Regions from separate parts of the Sus scrofa genome. Here region 2 is linked to region 1. The links are chromatin contacts, called in public Hi-C maps. All regions are on one chromosome and are shown on one strand. The core of a region is the stretch at or near the end of the contact, and the rest is flanking DNA. Distances in the headings are between cores, read along the strand shown.

Evidence for each region. Hi-C and Micro-C count contacts between places; a contact is called where the count stands out from the background.
Region 2: a Hi-C map of liver shows a contact between it and region 1, with 5 times the contacts expected there. The contact joins two enhancer-like sites. A contact is called at or near these places in 1 of 5 promoter capture datasets (fetal liver) and 2 of 47 Hi-C or Micro-C datasets (heart right ventricle and liver).

Annotation. Positions count from the first base shown.
Region 1 is chr12:44,225,049-44,227,748 of Sscrofa11.1, forward strand. No RefSeq gene overlaps it. Among named protein-coding and RNA genes, the nearest start is that of NOS2, 20 kb to the left of the region's middle. Within about 2 kb of position 1,298, at least 6 of the 83 cell types and tissues checked have an H3K27ac peak or open chromatin away from gene starts, as enhancers often do. A contact at or near this core is called in liver, where this site is marked.
Region 2 is chr12:44,546,691-44,549,390 of Sscrofa11.1, forward strand. NLK (serine/threonine-protein kinase NLK) reads left to right here. Exons shown (of 11, transcript XM_021067474.1): 9 at 2,594-2,700. Among named protein-coding and RNA genes, the nearest start is that of TMEM97, 56 kb to the right of the region's middle. Within about 2 kb of position 1,266, at least 6 of the 83 cell types and tissues checked have an H3K27ac peak or open chromatin away from gene starts, as enhancers often do. A contact at or near this core is called in liver, where this site is marked.

The DNA.
Region 1 (2,700 bases), core at 48-2,547:
GGAACAGCCCTAAAGTCTTCCAAAGGGGCTGTTCCATTTGACTTGCCCACCAGCAGTGTCTGAAGGTTCCAATTCCTCCACATTCTTGTCAACCCTAGTTATTGCCTTTTTCACTATGGCTTCCTAGTGGGAATGCAGTAGTCAATGCACTTTTAATGAATGAACAAATGACTAGTTAATGGATGGATGGATGGATGGATGGATGTGTGGAAGCTGATGCCAGTCCCTGAGCTCTGAGATCTAATTTTGGTGGGAGAGTCTGCTCCCTGCTCTCTGGGGGCCGGCACCCAGTGGGGACATGGCAATCTGCAGCATGCCCCCCACTGTGGTTCCAGACACCAAATCTGCCTTGGTCCTGGATGGCTCAAAGCTTGCAGGCAGCCTGGACTCCCCTGGGCCCGTTTCTGGATGGGACTAGCTCTGTAACCCCTCTGGCCCTCAGTTTCCTCTTCTGTGCCATGGAAACAATAAAGCCCCCTCCTGTGGGATAACTGTAGGATGGGGAGGGGTGCACGTAAATGGTTTGCACAGGGCACAGTACATGGTGGGTGTTGTCCTTTCCCAGTTTGTTTTCTCAGCAGTCTGCTCGACATGGGCATAAATGTCACTCCACTAATTAACTACTGGAAAAGAGCTTGTGAAGAGGGGGGCAGTGGAAAGGGTGGGGGGAGGGAGAAAGCAAGAGGTTTATAGATGCCAGGAAACTGCAGTGGGGGCAGCCCCCAGTCACAGAGTAGGGGGTGGCGCAGACAATCCCAAGAGGATTATCACAGGCCTCAAAAGGACTTGTCCTCCCAGCCATTTGTGTCCCCAAGCACACGCTGGCTTTCCAGATCCATGAACCCTCTATTCAGGCCCTTGAGGGGCAATGGGGGACTTGGGGGTGGGGGGCATCTGAGCAGTGCTGATTTGAATTCAACTGCAGGTCTGTGGGCAAACCTCACGGAAAATCTATCCAGATCCCAAGACCAAGGATGGCAAATGGGTTTTAGCTGTTGTGCCAACTTTTTTTTGGCTGCAGCTGTGGCATGTGGAAGTGCCGGGTCCAGGGATCGAAACTGCGCCACAGCAGTGACCACGCTGGATCCTTAACCCATTGTGCCATACGGAAATTTCTGCCATGCCAACCTTCACAGGTAAGTAATGACTCCTCACAGCCTCAGAGCAAGAAGGATTTTAAAGTTCTGTACTTTAGGGCTCAGTAGGAAAAAGTAGCCATATCTGCCCCTGGCATAGGAGTGGGGTATGGTGAGGGCAATGACCCATTCTGACTGTTCTAACCAATGGAAGGTGAGCTCTCGGTTGGAGAGTTTCTATTTCACCTATGTTGTTGGTTGGAGCGGTTTAAAGGTCAGGTGAGAAAGAGGAGAGATTCAAACAAATTGCTGAAATGACTTGGGCGGTGGCAGCCACAGCTTCTGGCTCACAGCTCAAGCTGCCCTCCAGGGTGTATGGGAAAGTGGAGCAGATGCTGTCACTACCGCACAGGGAGGCCACAAGTGCCTTCAGAGCCAGGCCCGGTTCTGAGAGATCCTCGGTTCATCTGAGTGACTCCCGAAGAGCTGGTTCCCTGGTTCCATGTAACATGGAGCCACACAGCTCACAGGGCTGCTGTTTAAGTGGCCAGATGATCTATGGGCCCTGATCAAGAAAGTACAGATGCATGTCAGGGAAATATATGCTCTCAGCTTTCCTGGAAGAGAAAACTGAAACATGCAATGGATGGGGACAGATGGAGAAAACGCACAGAAACAGAGGCAGCTTTGTGACTGCGACTTTGGTCCGGGCCCTTGTTTTATCTGTAATGCTATATTAATTGTTTGTTCTATCTTTTTTTCTAAAGAGTCGCACCCACAGCATATGGAGGTTCCCAGGCAAGGGGTCGAATAGGAGCTACAGCTGCCAGACTACACCACAGCCACAGCAACGTGGGATCTGAGCTACATCTGGGACCTACAGCACAGTTCATGGCAACACCGGATCCTTAACCCACTGAGTGAGGCCAGGGATCGAACATACATCCTCATGGATACTAGTCTGGTTCTTAACCTGCTGAGCCACAATGGGAACTTCTAATTGTTTTGTCATTAGTCCCTAATTCCCAGTCAGAGGGATTCCCGGAAGCATCAGGTTATCTGCCCTGGCCCCGCCCTTTCTGAGGGGTTTCCTGGGCCTGTTTCCCTGCTGTGTGTCACATGACCCCTCCTACAGGACAAGGGTGGGCACATCACCCTGGGGCAGCCAGTGGCCTCAGAGGTGACCTGGGGGACTGTCTGCCTCTGAGGGTTTGAACTGGAGGCAACGGAGCCTCAGTTGAGAGCCGAGCAGACCTCCAGAAGACCCCCAGAGAGAAGGCAGAAAGTGGAAGGCAGAGGGCAGGGGAAGCGGTGAGTAAGCAGGATGCCCTGGCCAGACACAACTGCATTCGGGGTCCCCAACTCTCCCCAGGCAGTGTGACTGCAGCCATGTGGCCCAGCTTCCCAGCTTCCTTATTGCCCAGGATATTCTCCAACAAACTCTTACTCTCCAGAGGAGCCTACATGAGGGGCTTGCATTTTTGCAGCGCCTAACATGGGTACTACTGCTTTATTGAGGAAGTCTCCTATTCCACAGAAAAATGAAAGCGAATGTTCACCAGGGATTGAGGAAGGAGAGGATAAGGTGATATGCTGGAAAGTCCCCAGCATTGCATGCTAAAGT
Region 2 (2,700 bases), core at 16-2,515, 320 kb after region 1:
TGAGTCTGACGCTGCTGTGGCATAGGCTGGCAGCTTACAGTTCTGACTCACCCCTAGCCTGGGAACTTCCATATGCCAAGGGTGTGACCCTAAAAAGACAAAAAAAAAGTACATCAATTTATATTTGTAAAATAGAAATTTTTATCACTCTTATTCAAAACAAGAAGAGCTAGTTTTGATAAAGCAACAAAATCTAGGATAGAAACAGTGTCCATATCTATTACAAATTTTGATTTGTAAGATAAGGAGTTTCTGTCGGGGCTCAGAGGTTAACGAACCTAACTAGTAAACATGATGTGGCAGGTTCAATCCCTGGCCTTGCTCAGTGGGTTAAGGATCCAGCGTTGCCTTGAGCTGCAGATGTGGCTCGGATCCCGAGTTGCTATGGCTGTGGCTTAGGCCAGCGGCTACAGCTCCAGCGTTGCCTTGAGCTGCAGATGTGGCTCGGATCCCGAGTTGCTATGGCTGTGGCTTAGGCCAGCGGCTACAGCTCCGATTGGACCCCTAGCCTGGGAACCTCCATATGCCTCGGGTGCAGCCCTCAAAAGACCAGAGACAAAAAAAAAAGAAAGAAAGAAAGAAAGAAAGAAACAACATGTGATTAACATATCTAGGACAGGAGTTCCCAGGCACAGTGGGTTAAGAATCCAACTGCAGTGGCTTGGGGGAAAAAAAGATTTCTAAGACATAATTATGCACCATTAGGTCCTTCAAAAGAACACTACTATTAAATCTTTGAAATTTTTTACTTTTTTTTCTGAATTTATTAGCGTAACAGTTTTTCTTTTCAGGGTTCATACCTCTTACAAATGACTGTATCCTTTCTTCAGCCTTGTCGCAAAAGTCCCAAAGAGACTTTCGTTTGTTTAGGGAAATGAACGTTGATCATTGCATTTCTAGGGATTTGATTTACTTTTTGTTCAAAGGTTTCTCTTAGGTAAAACACTTGAGAGGCCCCCATACTGGTACACACAGGACGTAAAAACAGAGCATGCCGTCCATAGTTAGAAAAACACCGAAGTCTCTTCAGCTCTGCATCTGAAATTTCAGGAAGTATCACACAGACAAACAAAAAAGACTTAACAGGGGCACCAGATTCCTTCTGTGGTGTCAGCTGACAGGGACCCAGTTTCTGACATCTGCCACCTGACATTAATGACTTCATGGTCATATGATAAAATTAAAACCCAGATTCAGTCACTGCTGCCACCAGCATGGACACGATCAGCCATGCTCAGGCAGAAACAGAAACAGACTTGGCCAGTCACCAGATTTAGTGGACAGAAGCCAAAGAGCTCAATGCCACCTGTGAGACTGGCCGGTGATGCTGAGGATTCAGAGGTGGCCAAGGTGCACTGTCATTTCTTTAGGTTCTGACCTTTACCCCAGTGGAACCTCTAGGAAGAGCTGGACTCATTGAGGAAAAAAAGTTGAGTTGCTAAGTGTGCTAGTGAGTCAGACTTTAGAGGGCTGCATTATCAAACTAATAGTCAGTGAAAGGAACAAATCCAGGGTTAGCAAGTTTACCTTCATCTCTTCATGGTGGATAAACACGGCTTTCTATTGAGATTATCATATCCTGAAAGGTCACGACATGCCTTTCAACATCAGCATAGCGAAAAATCAGAGATAAAGTGGTTTTTTAGGGAATCCAGGTTTATGGGAAATAGTTGAGATTTTGTTATTTGGGGGAATAGAACCAGTTGGAGTGGTCCAGTTATTTTTGGTTTGCGTGCAAACGGTTTTCTTTTTTTTTCAGTTGTGTTATATGACGTGCTGGATCATATTGGAAGCAGGGCAGAGTGTCAGGTTTTGTTCTACTCCACTATCGAGCCATCCTTAAATCCTTTAAAATCCACTTTTTCTCAATAGTGCTTACATGTCCACTGAGTTAAAAGTAGGGACCACTTTCTCCTTTTTTTAATGGAGAAATGAGTTTAGAAGTTCATGGTTTATGTAATCTAAAACTAGTATACTGAACAGTCTGATCTGAAATGCCAGAAAACCCCAGGCTGCTGATATTCACACTGCTGATATCAAAACATGGCCTTCAGGCCATTATCTGTGCCTAACTCCAGCAGCTTTCAGGTAGGCTTTTGCCGTAAGTTGATTTGGTATTCCACCTGTTTGAAGCAGCTTTGTAAAATTGACCCCTTGATCACATCTCTTCTAAATGCTGAGACATGTTTCGAAAATGTAACTGTTATTTAAAATGTAAACATATTCCTTCCAAAGCATTACATATTTAAATGTCCTGATATTTGTCATTTTTGGCCCTGCACAGACTATTTCAAGGTAGGAGCTTTTCAGGATTTAGCAGAAAGTCATTTCTAAGTGCTTTCTGGTGATATGTAGTGGTTTGTAACAGGAGTTTGTCGTCTTAAGGTCATATATTCCCTCTTCTGCTCCATTACCCACCTCTGAACTCAATCTCCCTTCTTCTTCTTACCACCTACAATTATCCCCGTATACAGGATGTACGTAAATTACATATAAACTGTGCAAAGCAGTCACTGTGGCTTGTGAAAGATCCTGTGTGGACAGTCATGTTTATCTGTAGTGTTGATGTGCTGGTCTCTAAATCTGATTTCAGTCCAAAAGAATATCCGCTAAGGATGCCTTAGCCCACCCCTACCTAGATGAAGGGCGACTACGCTATCACACGTGCATGTGTAAATGTTGCTTTTCCACTTCGACGGG